2 separate regions of the Mus musculus genome follow, and region 2 is linked to region 1. The links are chromatin contacts, called in public promoter capture Hi-C maps. All regions are on one chromosome and are shown on one strand. The core of a region is the stretch at or near the end of the contact, and the rest is flanking DNA. Distances in the headings are between cores, read along the strand shown. Region 1 holds the start of Fbxw8 (F-box and WD-40 domain protein 8). Region 2 holds the start of Iqcd (IQ motif containing D).

Region 1 (2,700 bases), core at 112-2,611:
CTTTCCATTGCATAAAATTAACCATTTTTTAAAAATTACGTGTCTGCAGGGAGAGTAATTGTGTGTGCAAGTGCCCATGGAAGCCAGACCCATTAAATATCCTAAACTACAGTTACAAGAGGTCGTAAGCCACCTGGCACGGGTACTAGAAACCCAACTCCTGAAAAGCCTGTTGCGCTCTTAGCTACTGAGCCATCTCTCCAGCCCTTTCCCATCATTTCTCTAAACAACTTTCACTTACAGACAAGTATCCCCCCCACTGGGCTGTAGAAATTTTCTTTGAACCTGGTTTGAGTGAAACCATTAAAGCCTTCTCTTCTGACCTAACTCTTAACCTGGGAGCCATGGATCTTGTCAGGAGGGGTCTTGATTTGATTCTCCCGACTTGGTCAATGAGGCCGGAGAAAGAGGTTCCTGATTCTCCGAGGGACACATGCCCTCCAAAGGCTAAGAGCCTCCTAAAAATACTGACCAAAGGTTTCTTCTTCGCCGTAGTCCTTTCGTTTCTTCTGATTTATGGTTTATTTTTTTAATTTAGATAACACGTTACGTTAGGAAAATAAAAAAATACAGAGAAAAAAAAAAGAACATTAATTCCGTCCTCTGCTTTTTCTTGACCTTCCTCTCCGAAGTCAACCTTTCTTCCATGGTTTGGGACGTTTCTAGAATAGTATTTCTCCAACTCACACGTAGTCCTTTATGGGCGGATTCTTTTTAGCCGGGGGGGGGGGGGGGGGAAGGGTGTCCTGGATGTTTGCGAACATTCCTCAACCTTCTTACAAACCCAAGAATGCGCACACACCTACTGTCAACACCTCAAGATGTTTACAGGCAAAGCTGCTGAAGGAGAACCACTCGTTCCAGGGACATCTGGGTGTTCAGGGTTCCCGCTGTGCCCGCGTCCGCGACTTTCCCCACCATAGATGGTGGGCCCACAGGGAGAGACATCTTGTCCCCGGCCACTCACCAAGTCGCGGATGAGCTGATCCACCAGCGGCTCGGGCTCCGTGGCGTCGCGGTCTGGGGGTGAGCGCGATCGGCTGGACGTATCCTTCCTGTCGCCTCCCCGGCCAGGCCTGGGCGCCGGGGGTCGGCCCGCGCCCTCCAGCAGCCCCTGCGCCAGCCCCAGGTAGCCCGAGGCCGGCTCGCCTCGCGCTCCCGCCTCGGGCCTTCGCGGCGACCGCCGCTCCCCAGCCTCGAGCCGCCGCCGTCGCCTCAGCGCCTGTGACTGCGCCAACTCCTCCTGCCAGTGCCGGCGGAACTCCTCCAGGTTGTGGTCGTCCATGCTTGACGCGCCCAGGCCGACGCGGCACCCAGGGGCTGCCAGAATGGGGACGGACTGTCCATCCGCCGGAAGTGTCCGTAGTCGGCCTGGAGACTTCCGGGAGCGCGTCTTGTAGGTTCCGGGCAGCCACGCCCCTCTGCTTCGACATCCCTTGTTTTTGGCACCTTTGTACCAAGCAAGCCATGCTTTAAATGGCTGCTATATACATATTGCAAAAGGTCGCGTTTTTTAATGTAGCGGTTTTTATTGCATTTATTTATTTATTTAGTGCGTGCGTGTGTGTGTGTGTGTGTGTGTGTGTAGGTCACAGAACAAATTGGAGGATTCAGTTCTTGCCTTCCACCAAGTGGGTCTCAGGGATCGAACTCTCAAGTCACCAGGCTTCGCAGCAAGCATTCTTTTCTGCGGAGCCAGCCCAACCTGATGTTACCCTTCAGATCTACACACACCACACCCAATTAACCATCTCTGCCTTCTTAAAACTAACATTCCAATAAAACAGAGGTAAAGATTTTTTTGGGGGGGGGGGGGGTTCGAGACAGGGTTTCTCTGTGTAGCCCTGGCTGTCCTGGAACTCACTCTGTAGACCAGGCTGGCCTCGAACTCAGAAATCCGCCCACCTCTGCCTCCCAGTAAAGATCTTTTTAATGTGAATGTCTGAATCCGCAGGAAAGGTTATATAGAAAAATAAGAAATCGGGTCAGATAACAAAGTGATGGACAGAGGGAGGAGCCAATTAGTGGCCACCATGAAGCCAGGCGTGGTGGCGCACGCCTTTAATCCCAGCACTCGGGAGGCAGAGGCAGGTGGATTTCTGAGTTCGAGGCCAGCCTGGTCTATGGAGTGAGTTCCAGGACAGCCAGGGCTACACAGAGAAACGCTGTCTCGAAAAACAAAAACAAAACAAAACAAAACAAAAACAAAAACAAAAACAAAAACAAAAAAAGAGCTGTCATGAAGACCTCTCTGAGGAAATGCCATTTAAGCTACTAGCTGATAAACAGGGGGTGGGGAGGGGGGCGGGGAAACAGCTATGGAAAATCAGCAGAGATTTCCAGGACTACAGGTCCAAAGTCGGTACCGTAGGAAAGGATCTGTGAAGGAATGTTCTGGAAGGAACCCCCACCTCCCGTTGAGTCTTCCACAAGGCTGCTTAGCTCATCAGAACTGCAGCCACTGTGGGAAGGTTGGAATGTTGCAAGTCTAGAGTGTAATAATGGTTTGTCTTGGGCTATCATTAGCGCCCCCTATTAATCATTCTGTTCCTGCCTCTGTGTCAAACCTAGCTCCCCTGTGACTGTCAGTCAAACCTAGCCCCCCTGTGACTGTCAAACCTAGCCCCCTTGTGACTGTCAGGAGAAACCGTTTGCTATATTAGCCTCATCGACTCCTATCTTCCACCAACCCAAAACTTC
Region 2 (2,700 bases), core at 125-2,624, 2.4 Mb after region 1:
ATCTACAGTACACAGCTGTAGACCCCACCCACAGGAAACAACCTCCTGGCTCCGACTCAACGGCTCTGCCCTCAGTTGGTTAGCGCCCACTTGATACATGAGGCAGCTTAGCGTGGCCTCTCCCAAGTAAAGAGCCACAAGTAGTCATGGAACGCAGGGGACACTGCCCACTTCAGCGCAGCCCCACCAACTATTCCTAGAAACTGCACTCCACTTAGGCGAAATCCACCAACCGCTTTCTTGTTTTTTGTCTTTGGTGGTAGGGATATCCCTATGGAGCTTTGAAGCTTTGAAGTTGCCATTCTCCTGCCTTTGCCTCCTGAAGAGCCTATGACTTTTCAAAGAGAAAGAAACGGGGCCCAGAGAGGGTAAGTAAACTGTCCAAGGTCACACAGCAGACTCGGAGCTCCTAAGGTCCAGCCCTTTGGCAGACCTTGGTTCTCTCTCTAGCGGAGACCCAGCGAGTCACCCCTGGGGTAAGGTCACCCCTGGAAGAAGGTCCCGGAATCAGATAGCTAGCTGCCATCCTGCGATCTGTCCCCTGAGGCAGACTGACCCAGGCAGGAGTCCCCGGCCAGGTCACAAGAGGACACAGCAGGGAGGTGAGCAGGGAGGAAGGGTCGCTCGGGGGCTCTAGCTCCCCACGATCCCCATCGCGATCCGGGTCGCCCCAGGAAGTCAGGCCAAAGAAAAGGGGTGCAGAGAGAAGGGGATCCGCAAGGAGAGAGCATGCCGGCCACCTCCCAGGGCCCCGCCTCGGGCTTCTGGAGCACTCAGCCCCAGCCCCTTCTCTGCACCTTCTGACCCCTGACCCTTGCCCTCGGGCCAAGATCGCGCACCCCTCGGATCCTTACACGCGCCGTCCCGGGATCCCGCACTGTGCACTGGGTCTGCACAGCGTAGCTCAGCCCGCAGTTGCCGCCGCCAATATCCCCAGCGCGGAGCCTCAGCAGCCGCCACCGCCGCCTCACCGCTGCCACAGCGGCAGCTGCGCCAGCCTTCGCATCCGCCGACTCCTGTCACTCAGCCCCGAAAGCCCCGCCCACGGCCCTAGGCCACAGCCTACTGGCCATCAGAGGGGTCGCAATGAAATTTGACAGGGTAGACTACACGTCACTCAGCGTTCTCACAGCCCTCCTCCCAAAGGGAGGGCGGGGCGAGGAAGCAACACCCCTTTCCTCCCCACCCCACCCCCACCCCCGCCTCACTCGCGCAACCAACAGGAATCCTGCGTCTTTCCATTGGCGAAACGTCAGAGAGGCGGGGATTTTGATTGGCCATCTTTCAGGAGGCGGAGCCAACGCAACCCGATTCGAAGTTAAATGGTGAAAAAGAATGTCAGTCAAACTCAAAGTCCCGCCTTCTAAGAGTGGCTCGTAACCTAGCAACATAAGGGCCGCCGAGTTGCTTAACTGTGGGCCAAGAAACTTGCATCTTGAGGAGCTGGTGAGTGACAGCGGGGAAGCCCCAGGCTGCAGGCTGTGTGCACCTAGTAGGCACGCCGTCCAGTGATTTCTCCCCTCCAGGCGTCCGCGCCCCACTTGCCATCCCGTCCAGCTCCAGGTCCTCACTCCCTTGCCCAACCTCCATCCTGTCCTCCTCTAGGCCTCCTGCAAGCACCATCAAGTATCCTCTTCTGATAGTCTTGCTTCCTGTCTGGTCCACCTGCCATTTCATAGTCCCTCTCCTCATCTCTTACTGATACCATTTGTGAAGTTCACATCGAGTGAACTTAGTTCAAGTAATTGGATGGGTTGGTTTGTTTTGGTGCCCACTGTCCGCACTATGTTCAGAGGTCAGCTTGCTGGGTGCGTGACCCCCTTCAGTGTATGCTTAAAATAAGGATTTGTTGTTTGTTTTGATTTTGGAACAAGGTCTCACTATGTAGTCTCGAACTCACTCTGTAGACCAGGCTAGCCTCAGACTCACAGAGATCCACCAGTCTTTGCCTTTGAGTACTGGGATTAAAAGCATGTGCCACCACCCTTGGTCTAATTAGGTTTTTTCCCCTTTAATTGTTAAAGTTTTATTATCATTATTAATATTATTATCACTATGTCTGCGTTGGTGGGGTATGTGAATGTGAATACAGACAAAGGGTTTTGGATCCTCTGGAGCTAAAATTAATTACGGGTGGGCAGTTGTGAGCCACCTGTCATAGGTGCAGGGGACTAAACTCTAGTCCTTTCAAAAAGCCGTACACGCTCTTTTAAAATAACGTAAAGCTTTATTTATTTTTACTTTATATGTATCTGTGGGTGCCTACGTGTATGTGAGTGCACAAGGTATGTTCACAACGTGTGTGTGCTGTGACTGCCAGGCTAATTGCAGTGATCCCCGCCACGACTTATTCTACCCTAACTCCCTCTGTCTAAGCATTTCCTAGGACATTCTCTTGGCTCATACAACGAATAATTCACATATTTAACATGGGCTTATTGAGTGCTTAGTGTGTGTCTTAGTTAGGTTTTGACTGCTCGCTTTACACCTTGACCAAGGCAACTCTTGTAAGGACAACATTTATTTGGGGCTGGCTCACAGGTTCAGAGGTTCAGTCCATTATCATCAAGGTGGGAGCATGGCAGCATCCAGGCAGGCATGGTGCAGGACGAACTGAGAATTCTACATCTTCATCTGAAGGCTGCTAGCGGAAGACTGACTTCCAGGCAGCTAGGATGAAGGTCTTTTGTTTGTTTGTTC

What was found. Promoter capture Hi-C pulls out the DNA fragments that hold promoters and counts their contacts.
Region 2: a promoter capture Hi-C map of cranial neural crest shows a contact between it and region 1. The contact joins the promoter of Iqcd here to the promoter of Fbxw8 in region 1. A contact is called at or near these places in 4 of 39 promoter capture datasets (the 3T3-L1 cell line, cranial neural crest, hippocampal neurons and 1 more).

Annotation. Positions count from the first base shown.
Region 1 is chr5:118,154,097-118,156,796 of GRCm38.p6, forward strand. It overlaps Fbxw8 (F-box and WD-40 domain protein 8), which reads right to left and starts at 1,362. Exons shown (of 11, transcript NM_172721.2): 1 at 968-1,362. The coding sequence starts at 1,285.
Region 2 is chr5:120,587,649-120,590,348 of GRCm38.p6, forward strand. Iqcd (IQ motif containing D) reads left to right here and starts at 1,375. Exons shown (of 5, transcript NM_029408.2): 1 at 1,375-1,446. Tpcn1 (two pore channel 1) reads right to left here and starts at 965. Exons shown (of 28, transcript NM_145853.2): 1 at 855-965.